Regions from separate parts of the Mus musculus genome. Here region 1 is linked to region 2. The links are chromatin contacts, called in public HiChIP or PLAC-seq maps. All regions are on one chromosome and are shown on one strand. The core of a region is the stretch at or near the end of the contact, and the rest is flanking DNA. Distances in the headings are between cores, read along the strand shown. Region 1 overlaps Zmiz1 (zinc finger, MIZ-type containing 1). Region 2 overlaps Zmiz1 (zinc finger, MIZ-type containing 1).

The links. HiChIP or PLAC-seq counts read pairs in DNA pulled down with a chosen protein or histone mark.
Region 1: an H3K27ac HiChIP or PLAC-seq map of microglia shows a contact between it and region 2, with 4 times the contacts expected there. The contact joins two enhancer-like sites. A contact is called at or near these places in 4 of 115 datasets of contacts at active chromatin or transcription factors (embryonic stem cells and microglia) and 2 of 9 other capture datasets (adipose tissue and liver).

Annotation. Positions count from the first base shown.
Region 1 is chr14:25,663,224-25,668,997 of GRCm38.p6, reverse strand. It overlaps Zmiz1 (zinc finger, MIZ-type containing 1), which reads right to left. Exons shown (of 24, transcript NM_001310666.1): 24 at 2,255-5,774. Among named protein-coding and RNA genes, the nearest start is that of Gm52102, 4.8 kb to the right of the region's middle. Within about 2 kb of position 4,412, at least 22 of the 459 cell types and tissues checked have an H3K27ac peak or open chromatin away from gene starts, as enhancers often do. A contact at or near this core is called in microglia, where this site is marked.
Region 2 is chr14:25,484,868-25,490,949 of GRCm38.p6, reverse strand. The region is part of intron 1 of Zmiz1 (zinc finger, MIZ-type containing 1); the gene reads right to left. Among named protein-coding and RNA genes, the nearest start is that of Zmiz1, 29 kb to the right of the region's middle. Within about 2 kb of position 2,774, at least 173 of the 459 cell types and tissues checked have an H3K27ac peak or open chromatin away from gene starts, as enhancers often do. A contact at or near this core is called in microglia, where this site is marked.

The DNA.
Region 1 (5,774 bases), core at 3,163-5,662, 180 kb before region 2:
CTTACCGTGGGCTCAGTGAAGAGATGGCTCAGTGGTTGGGAGTACTTGCCGCTCTTGCAGAGGACGTGGGTTCAATTCCTGGCACTCACAAGGTGGCTTACAACTGTCTGTAACTCCAGTTCCAGGGGATCCAAGGCACTTTTCTGGCTTTCAGGAACGACAGGTCCACACACATGTATGCAGGCAAACACTTAGATACATAAAATCATTTTTAAAACGTCTCACCAGGCCAAGTGTGGAGGCCAAAGTCCTTAATCCCCATACTCAAGAGGCAGAAGCAGGAGGATCTCTGTGAACTTGAGGCCAGCCTGATCTACCTAGAGCGTTCAGGCCAGCCAGGGCTACATTATGTCTATCCAAAACAAAACAAAACCACTCTAGAACTAGGTGTGTGGAGATGGCCACGGGAGGAATGGAAGCCGAGCCCCAGTTGCTTTGAGACTGTACTTTTCGCCTTCTCCCATTAGACTTATTCTTCTTGTCTGTGTTGGGGGTGGCGTTCAGCCTTGCTTAGCTTTAGGTGGCTTTGCCCATCTCACAGTTAGGCCCTCTATTCCAGAAGAAAGCTGCCTGTCTCAGCAGGCATGAGCTGGGCCAAAGCTGCCACGTGGGCTCGGGTAAGCCACAGGCCTGTGTATCTCTGACAACAGGGAGTGAAGCTAAAAATGGCGAGTCTTGTCTTTCTAGAGAAGTCTGACTCCCACTCTGTTCACTTCTTGCCTTGAAGGCAACGGTGCGCAGAAGTTTTGCTTTTAACCACAATCCACAAGAACTGACCCAGCAAGCACACATATACCCCCATTCTCACCTTGATAGCTGTCTGACATCCTTTCCCTGGAGAGGACCTTCCTATTATTTTCTGTCTTGTTTATTTGTTTGGTTTAAAGGGTCTGGTTATGCCTCTACACATGAATTTCTCTGCCCATTGTAAAGTCACTGCTGTAAGGCAACATGGAGTGGGGGTTGCCCTTCTTATGCCCAGGAAGCTCTCCTAGCATCTCAGGCTGCTTGAGGACAAGGCTGCAAGATGTTGGCAGAAGACAGTGGCTGCAGCTTAGCAGCCACCAGGCTCTCGTTTTTAAAATGTGAATCTTTCTCTTCTCACCGCCATCTCCCATTCAAACAAGAAACTGTGGCCTCCTTATCAGTTCCTGCCTTCCTTGGAGGTAGTACTTCTCAGTGCCCAGGCCCCATAGGCAGCCCTTCAGCCTAGCTGGCTCTGGTGCACACCCACCCAATCCACTCCAGGTGTGTCTAATCTTCCCTTTCCACACAGTCAGTATTGGGGAGCCTGCTAAGCTGACGTTTGTAGTCCTTGCTGAGGGACTGCTAAGGGGGCCATGTTTGCTTTTCTTGCTCAATGGTCAGGCTGTGTGAAGGAAGAGCACTGTTGGCTACTGGTCCTGACAATCTGATCTACTTCCCAAAAACTTAAACTGGACACACAAAAATAGTCTGTGCTGGGTGTTAGAATTGAGGCTTGAGGATCGAACCTATATAAAATGCAGTCACATGGTAAACTCAAGCTTGGCTGGGAACAGAGCAGGGAAGCAGCAGGGCAGAAGCCAGGTGGCCATAGACAGCGCTGCATAGCCTGCAAGGAGAGCAGTTGTTAAGGCATTTATGGACTATGGCTGTGTCTAGATGCTGTGGACAGAACCTGATTTGACACGGACAGGCTCCTGTTCCTAGTCTGTCAGAGGCTCAGCAAAGGCTATTAGCCTGAGTCACAGATGGCCTAAGGACTCAGCTCCCCTTCAGGACTTGGTCCTGTTGAGGGTCCTATATTTAGCCAGTCATCACAAAACTTTGTCCCACAAGCCATCAACAAGAGATATCGCTCCTCACCAAGAGGGACAGATGCCCAGAGCTATTCACAGTCACATGGGTTTCAGGATCTCATCTGGGGACACCAGGGCAGAATTCTTCCACATCAACACCCAGACCACTCCATTGTTTCTGTGTGTGCACAGACCAGCAGGATAGGGTGGTGGTTTAAAAACCAAAGCCTGGAGAGAGGGCTCAGAAGTTAAGAGCACTGTCTGCTCTTCCAGAGGTCCTCAGTTCAAGTCCCAGCAACCACATGGTGGCTCACAAACATCTATAATGAGATCTGGTGCCCTCTTCTGGCCTTAAGGCATATGTGCAGGCAGAATGCTGTAAACTTAATAAATCTTAAAACAAAACAAAACACCAAAGGCCATTCCCTCAGACCAGTCCTTAACACCCATAAAACAGCTAACTCACCAGAACCTTCATTTTTTGTCCATTTATTTAGAAAAAAATTAACATGAGCAAATGAGATACCTCAGTGTTACAACAGAGTATAGAAATGTCTAGCAATAATCAAATAATTTGATCTTTAAATACAAAATAACCACATGAACACCTAATATACAGGTTTCATCTGAATACATATTTATTAGATAAATATTAGAGGTCACATCATCTAACTGCATACAGCTTTGCAAGACTAGAAATCACAATTAGTTTTTTTTTTCTGACCAGTCAAAAGTATGAAATGATTGCAGTGTACATACGATGTACAAAGACAAGGGCGGGTTCTGTGGACGTCACTTCAGGCTGCACGTGTGGGTGTGGATGTGTGTACGTGTGAATCACCTGTGATCATGATATCAAAAACTTATACAAAGTATATGAATTTGGTTACAATTTTCTTCTGAAATCCCCGTTTCTCTTCATTGTTTCCATAGCACCCTAAAAATACACAGGTGGCAGGGCCAGGACACAGAAGGTAAATAGTACATGTAGGTAAAAATAAAAACAAAAGGGAACAAAAACGCCTCTGCACACAGGGTCAGTATATTACAGGAGACAAGGACGGAGTCACGAAGGCTAACAAACGGGATCTAGTATTCCACGTAGAATGAAGGAGTTCCAAGCCTTTTGTTGTTTCTCTGTTTTGTAAAATAAAAACAATACACATTCCGGGAGAAATGAATGTATCTTGTTGACATGTCTATTTCTCATTTACATATGTACACACGGCCCTTGAGTCGCTGCTGCTCTCTGCCTCGTCTGGATTGGTCAGGCCCGAGGGCCCATGGGGAGCAGACCTGTAGCTCTCTGGGATTTAGGGCTTCCGTTAGGGAGAAAGTGTTAGGAATCTTTTAAAAAATAAAATGGCTACAGGATACGTGAGACATGAATAAAGCTTCAAACCAAGAAGATGAGGGTGATCGCCTGTGCGGGGGGCGGGGCCTTTCCCATCTGCGCATGCTCTCTCCCAGCCCAGCCGCTTAGCTGAGTGGCGGCTGGTACGTGCCTATGGGTGGGTTGCTCGTTGTGGTAAAGTGGCTTGCTGAGACCTCATTTCGGAGGTTACTATGGCTCCAAGTTGTTGTAAGAAAGGACTGAGGATCTTTCCAGAGCCTAGGCCTGCCTCTGTTTATGGATGTCACCTTTACCTGCGTCTGTCACTACCAAGGCATGGCTCCAGCCCCCGATGTCTTTGTAGCTCTCTCAAACCCTGGATCGGCTCCAACATTTCTCTGGAAGGAGACATTTCCGGAGTGTGGGCTTCAGGCTCTGTGGTGAACTTGCTGGTGGGCACTTGCCTGGGAGGGAGCCTTAGGAAATCAGCCTCAGGTGTAGCCTCGGGTGTGAACGGAGAGATGACCAGAGAGGCTGGGCTACTGGGAGTGTCTAGGCCTTTTGCACTGGAAAGCTGTGGAGAACCTGGGCATGCCTTGACAGGAACTAGCAGGGACCCCAGGCTGTTCTGGGGCACAGTATCACGGCAAGAAGCAGGAACTTGTGAGAAAGGCATTTGTCAGTCTGAAGCTGAACAATCCGTACAGTCCGACAGAGCACGGCCCTGTGCCGGGCCACCGACACTGGGTAGGGATAGCCACGGGGTACCTGGTGTAATGTCCCTACCAGCTGACTGAGAGTGGTTCTCAACAGTGGGTTGCCTGGTCTCTCAACTCGAGCACAGCCGCCTCTTCTGCTCCTCTCTCATCTGTACAAATAGCCCTGGTTGGTTTTTGTTTGTTTTTGTTGTTTGTTTTTGTTTTTTTAAAAAAGGACTCGGGTTTTGTCACTGAGTCAAGATATTTTAAAAACACCAGCAAAGGCTATAACCAGGTCATGAAAATGTTGAATATTATCAAAGACAATACTAAAATATTCACAAAGATATTTACAAAAGCGATTCTTAAAATAATTGATTTGCATACTGAACACACTGCTTGAAAAAACCTTAACAACAGGACAAAGGAAGAGGAGGGGTGGGGAGGTGGCAGCTTTCCTTGTGCCTTTTTTTTTTTTAGGGTGACAATAAGTCAACAGCTAGGGGTCACCTTTCTGGTTCAATCTATATTAAGAGTGCCAGGGAGCACAGAGGGAGGCTAATGACCGATGACAAATGAGGACGCTGGCAGTGGACAGGAGGCAGGAGAAGGCCTTGGGTGGCAGCATCGGAGAAGGGAGCAAAGAATTTACAGATGGGACTCATGTGAGCGGACAACCTGGCATCACCACAGGCATCACCGTAGGCCATGAGGCTCAGGGGGACACAGACCAGCCTGGCACAAAGCAGGCGAGTGACAAGCCAGCAGGGGACTCTAAGCTGGATGGAGTGAAAAAGCAGAGGAGGGCCAGAGGCTGCACTTGCTGGGTGAGCAGGAGTGTGGAGCGAGCTCTGGATGGAGGGAGAAATACAGGGAGTGACAGGCCATAAATGCCACAAAATGCCTGCCTGCTGAGATGCTCTGGTGCACCCAGCAAAGGTCTGGGCTGGAGACAGGCAGCTTTGAGCAGAGAACCTGCTGGACCAGACTGAGAGACTTGGAGATCCATGAAGGCCCTGCTGTGGAGTCGTTTCCCTGGGGGCCTATGCTGCTTCCCTACCATGTGCCCCTACAGCTGTCTGGGGAAAGGAGAACCCAGAGGGAAGTGGGTCCCATGGAATAGTCTCAGAGAAGGAAGTATGGGTAGGAGGAAGGAAAGAGAACATGGGGGGAAATGGCTTGCTTGCTGTCCAGATACAATGTTCCTTTCCTTCAGAGCTCCTTCTTCAGAGCTCCCCGCTGCGGGTCATTTAAAAGCAGGGATTGGCTTGGGGCAAAGCTGCAAGGCCCTGGCTGCTTCTGTGGGGCTCTGGCTGGCATCGTCCTCTGGCCTCTAACTAACGGAGGGCTCCCTTTGGTGTGGTGCACACACTCTCTGCTCCCCGCAAGGCATGGCCCTGGTCTGAGTTAAGGAGCCCTCCTCTGCATTGTCTTGGCTCTGGGGAAGGCCCTGACCTGTTTCCTGCCAGTCCCTACAAGGTGTGGCACTCTCTCTCAGACACGGCACTTTGTCCTTGTTCTGCTGAGAGAGTGTTTACAGGGCATCTTGGCTTAGAAGTCAGAGGCCAAAGCCACGACCCCCGGCCTTGAGGGATGGTCTCCTCCCCAGAGGGTTGTGCTTTTCTGTGGTGTGTGTGTGTGTGTGTGCGTGTCCTTCCTCACTGCTGCAAACTGTCACCACTCCTCCAAGGCTTGTCCACTACCCTGGCCTGGGGGCCGGAGCACAGGCTTCTTTCGGGTTCCAGTCATCTGAAGGAGGCTCTGGGCCAAGAGGCGGGGATAAGGTTTAAAAACATGGAAGAACTTTGGGACACTGGAAGGTCGGTTGTCTGGAGTCAGCACACATGGAGGGACCTACAGTCGCCATTGGCATGTCTCTTGCTGGGCCTGGATTCCCTCAGCTTGGGTTTGTCTTCCAGGGGCCGTCTTCAGGCTTGCTCTAGGCATAGATCCCAGAGCATT
Region 2 (6,082 bases), core at 1,525-4,024:
AGAGCATTGAGAGGCTAAGCCGGGTAATCCAAGCCTTCCAAGTTAGCCAAGGCCCCCCGTCTGCCGTGCTGCTGAGTTGGTGCTGCGCAGTCACCCTGACCCGTGGCTGTGCTAACAGCTTTTACACCTGAGGTTAACAACTATGATTTAAGAGGTGGTTTGTCTTAATTTTCAGGAGTCAGCTTCCAAGCAGGTACTAATGCATCAGCCTGGGAAGTTTGTCTTTTAGAAAATATTTATAGCATTTCATGACAGTTTGGTGACAATTGGTTGCAACAGCTGCTCTTTTCCTCACTTTCTATCACAGCACCAACCCAGAGCAGCAAACACACACAGACACACATAGACATACACACACACGGAGACACAGACAGACAGACAGATACACACACACACACACACACACACAGACACACACAAACACAATCACACAGACATACCCATACACACAGACACAGACACACACACACAGTGACACACAGACACACACACAGACACACACACAGAGACACACACACAAGTCTTTCACACACACAGACTCACACAGACACAAACACACAGACACACACAGACACACACACAGACACACAGTCTTTCACACAGACACAGACACACACAGACACAAACACACAGACACACACACACACAGACACAGACACACACACACACCCTTTGCATAAGACACAGACAGACACAGATACATAGACAGTCCTCAAAGCTACCACTAGGATCACTGGGACTCAGAGCCTCTTCGTTAGTTTTGGAACCCCTAGGATAATGGCTCTCAAAGAAACCTCAACAGTAAAGGATCCAAGCCCTCAACCCCAAAATGTAGATTCTAGTTTCAGGGTAGGATTGGAGAAATACAGCTGGAGCTGAGCTAACCTGGTATTCGCTGACGGCTTGCAGAAGTTTATAGACCTCCATAATGGCCACAGCAAGACATCACCATCAACCAGGCAAAGCCTGTACAGGGACTTTTGCAAGAAATGGCTATCAGAGCCCTCTCTGCTTTATCCCATACTAACAGGCTTCCTTGGGCTCTGCCAGACCCAGCCTACTGGCCCTGACTTACTCACAAAATGACCTTTCTAGTACTAAAGCTCTGAGAATCTTCCACTGCATTCTGGAGTCTCAGGTAGAAACTCAGTGGCTTAGGAAGCCATGTCCAAGATGCTGGCCAGCACACAACACAGGGAAACCAAGTCTGTCATGAAAAGCCCCACACCCCAGTGGGCACAGCAGAGGCAGCTGCTATGTCACAATCAGAAGTTCTCAGCTGAGAACAGGGAGTAGCAGTGATACCCAGGGCCCAGGGCCAGGAGAAAGGGTACATTGTTCCATGCCTGTGGCACGCACCTTCTGCGCATGCCAACTTTACTCTCCCAGGTAGGGTTCCTAACCCTCTGTACCAAGGCTGCAGACTCCACCCACTGCACACAGCTCCACCCAGCACAGGCAAGCTACAGGTCAAGCTTTGGAGAGCCACGGTTCCAGATGAACAGAAACGAAGCCCAGGTCAGTCCCACCCACACTGCCCCAGGAGGTTGGCAGAGTGCCCCAGGGTTTGATCTGTAAAGCCTCTCTCTGCTTGGATGTCAACAGACATGGCCAACTAGTGATCTGCTATGACACCGCCCTTTCACTCTCTGCTTTCCCTTATCCAGTTTCCCCTCTTTCTCCACCATTTCTACTGGATCATCTGATGTCCACCCCTCAGGTGCCCAGGCCCAAGATCCATAGGTAGGACCTGGAAACCAATCAACTGTCCTTGGCTCTGAGGCTGCCCCCAGACAAGTTACTTAGCACCTGACAGACCCTCATATCATGTGCTCACAAGCCCACCGTTCCTTCCACCAGTATAACCTGTCCTGTTTGTCACCTCCCCCCTGTGTACGTCTGGTCTCTGCTCACCCACCTCATCTTATAAACTCTCCCTGCCCCAGGGCCTTTGCACTTGTCTTTCCTTCTCAAATTCCATGCCCACACTGTGACCAGCTCCACTGTTTCCCAAGAGGTTCTTCCCTGTGGTAGCCTTATCTACACACACACAGTCCCTTCTGCAACAACAGTCAATGTCATTCCTATACTGCACACTGCAAAAGCTAACTGTTTCTGTATGTATTTATTCTGCCCTCCATGGTCCCACCCCATCTCTGCCCAAGAACAACAGCCCTTGAAGCTAGGCTCCTAGTCAGGCTGGTCTCTGTGGTCATGTCCAGTGGCTGGCACAAAATGGGAGAGCTCGGGATTTGCTGAAGGAAAAGTTGAAGAAACATTTGAGAGGTTTCCTACTCCCTAGATGACGATGCTAAGGACTGGGAACAGCCTCCCCTTTCTGAGAGTCTATGAGGCAGAGGCAGAACCCCGGCTTCCTGAGGCCCAGTCAGACCAGAGGGGTACTCAGCACCACAGAAAAAACACAGAACATAGATGGCTCCCACATCTCCCTTGAGACTTGACTGCCACTTTGCCTACTACATCCTGTCCTTGAAGCCAAGCTGGCCTCCACATGGGCCTGACTGCATTCTGGCCATCCTTCCGAGGACCCCTGCCTGAGCCAGCCCAGTTTCCTTCCTCCTCATGCCCAGCAACTCCCAGCCCTGCCTTGAGATGGCGGGGAGAGTCAGGGCCAGGAGAGGCCTGTTGTCCTGGGGTGAAGCAGGATGAGGTGGCCAAGCCAAATTCAGGTCACATTGCTACACTCACAGCCCTGTGAGGGCTAAAAATAGCCATGTTTATGCTTGCAGAGCTGAGAGGCTGCTTCTCAGTCAGCGGGCTCAGGGACTTTACTGCCATCCCAGGAGACCTGGTCCAAGCCAGGCTTTGGCCAGGCCTTCCTGGGTCGGTCGCTGCCTCTGTTTTTTGGTAGGGTGAAGACAAGCTGAGAAGGCACAGGACCCTGCATGTGTGTTTAGAGGGAAGTGTGTTTGAGGGATAGAGGAGTTGGCCAGATCTTAGTCCGACCAGTTTATCCCAAAGCCTCCAGGATCGCAGTGGCGTGGGGCTCTATTTGCCGTGTGGCTGGGGCAGGTCACTAGCTTGCCCTGGCCCTTGGTTATCTATTGTGCCAACTGCCAGTGGGGGATAGACATTTGTTCTTCACAGAGCATGCTCAGTAAGGAGGGCCAGCTACCCATAGCACCATGGGCATGTTGGCAGCAGGGAGCTAGGTGAGAAATGAGGCCACCTCGGGCCCCACAGCAGTCCTCATGCCAGATGATGGCACACCTGCCAGGACAGCTGTCACCTGACCCTGTGCCTCCCTCTCTCTTTGACCTGGTTTACCCTGGACTTTAACATCCCAGAGGCAGGTGGTAGACCCTAGCTAGAGAGAACCCTGTATGCACAGTTGCTGTCCTCTCTGACCTGCAGTTCCATCAATCTGGCTACACCACGCAAAAACACACAGACGGGTTGCTGTCACACAGGCACTGACCTTCCCGGAGTAGACACAGAAGCTGGGATCTTCCGCCCAGGAGGCCTGGCTAAGTCCCTACTTGTAGAGGCGTACCCCCCTGTTGATCCCTTCCCTGGTGCCTGTGCCTTAGCTTGCCTTTCCTGGTGCAGGTCCTTCCACGTCCCTCCCCCTTCCTTTCTGGCCCAGGAATCACCCCTACTTCCCACTTTCCCATCAGAGTGAGCTCAGCTCCCTGATGGTACTGGCTTCCCCTCTCCATTAGACAGACAGTAGCTCCCTTGGGCTGAGACCTTTCCCTCCTCAACCCAACCGCACAGGACGGCATGTGTGAGTCTATGCTGAATCACCCCCAGGGAAAGAGCCTGCTTCTCCTTTCTCTTTGCCCCAGCCAAGTGTATACCCTGCCCTCACAGCCCCCTCCCAGGATCCCTCTAGAGTCTTCTACACACAGTGGGCTCTGGCTCTGGCCCTCCCTGCGGTGGCTCCTGTCCTGGAGGCAGACTGCTCCTCAGACCTGTAGCTCTCTACCGACTTCCAAGGCACCTGTCCATCTATGCTGAGAGTGGCTAAGCATCTGGCTAAGAAGCCCCGGAATCTGTGTGCTGGGCTGCAGCTGCTATACCTCTCATACCACAGCAGGGTTCTGGGGACTGTAAGAATAGCCCTCTGATAGCCACTGCATGGATTGCTTTGTGACTAGGATCTGGGAGGCATCACTCCTTACCTGAGTCCTCGGAGGCAGGGCGGCTGTTTAAGGCCTCCATGATGTATATTTAGGCCCTAGGTAGTTCTGCGGATGTAAAGCTGATGTCCTCTCTAGACCCTTTCTGCTGAAAACAGGGCATCCTTCTGGGTGTAGCTCAAAGGCCTTCTCCTCTAGGAAGCCCTCCCTGACTGCTCTATCCTAACAGGCTGACTGCAGCCTGCTCCTTTAGCAGGGCTCATGAGATGCCCATGTTGTGGAAAGCTCCTGGTCTGTCTTGTTCCCAGTGAGTCGCTGAGCTTTTAGGCTGGGCCATTCCTCCAAGGCCTGGCACATGTCACAGCAGCAGTTGGGGCCAGCTGTGGTAGGATCAACCCAGTGGGCTATTCCAGTGAATCCATATCTTTCCCCCTTGGGAGTAAGAGGAAGTCAGGTGACCCCTACAATACACCTTCCAGAATGCCCCCTTCTCCCAGCCACTGGTCCCCAGCCCCAGCACAGTGAACTCCTCCCTAGACCTTGTCAGGTCTCAGCAGGTCAGTGATGCTATGGCTGTGGCAGAGGCATCCCTTAGCCCAGGTCTCCCTGCAGCCGAGGAGCCTTTACACTCTGTTTTCTAGACACTGAGCCTACTGGGACCTGCTCCTAACGCTGCACGTGCTATGATAGGAAGAGCTGAGCCCTGCACTGCTGTTTGGTTTCTGTTTGGCTCACCTGTCTGGAACCCCATGCTTTCTCCATCCAAACCCCAGGAGCCCCAGCAAGTTCCTGATGGATTCTGATGAAGTCACACTCTGGCTCCTTGATCTCAAAATTTCTCCAGCGTCCTTGAGAGCCTTGAACCCCCTTATGGTTTTCTCTCACAATTAATCACCTTGCTGGTGACATTGACCTTGAGGGTCAGACCTCTGAAGAGAATTGAGATCTCATTCCCCTCCCCCCACTGTCTGTCTCTGTCTGTCTCTGTCTCTGTCTCTGTCTCTCTCTCTGTATGTGTGTGTGTGTGTGTGTGTGTGTGTGGTGTTCCTCATAAACACTCCAGCCCCAGCAGGTTCCTCAAATCTCCAGGTTTTGAGGGTCACTAAAGCTCAAATCCCAGCTGTGTCTGACCCGATGGATGAACTTGCATATCCTACATATATTCATTTGTGTTCAGTCACAGAAACCTTCAAGGTATGCGCTGTTTCCATTCCTATCCCCATTAGACAAAGGAAGGAACCTGAACACAGTTGCTAGGTTTGGATCTGGGACCCAGAAACCTCGCTCCAGAACGTACACAGCAACCTTCACATTATACTGCCTCTGAAAGTCAATTACCCCTTACCCACACATCGAGGCTTAGCCTGGTCTTCACTCCCCCATAAACTTCTGGGTTTATCTGCAGTCCCAAACCTGGGTCCACACAGATTTTCCTCTCTAACTGTCCCTACTTCTAGTTCACCCATTCAGCCCCTTTTAACGCTGATCCCTAAGCTCAAACTTTCACCTCTGGCTTTCTTCTGGGAATCTGAGTCTCTCTAGGCCAGTGGTTCTCAACCTGTGTGTGTTGACCCATCCGGGGACTGAATGACTCTCTCACAGGGGTCAGCTGAGACCACCAGAAAACACAGGTATTTACATTATGATTTACAGCAGTAGCAAAATTGCAAATATGATGTAGCAGCAAGAATAATTTTATGGTTGGGGTCACAGGAAGGAACTGTATTAAAGGGTTGTAGCATTGGGTAGGTTGAGGAATACTGCTGTAGACAAACGCACTCAAAACTGACATGGTGGCTGAGTGACTCATGAGCCCAGTCCAGACGCTGCTGGTGCTACTGTCTGTGTTGGTCTGAGGGGATCTGAATAATAGGCCCCAAGGGAGAGCCTCTGAGGGATGTGGGGGACCCTGTAACAACCCCTCTTCCTCACACTACTGCGGGGGCACAGTCAGCATCCATACAGCCCATGGAGAGTGG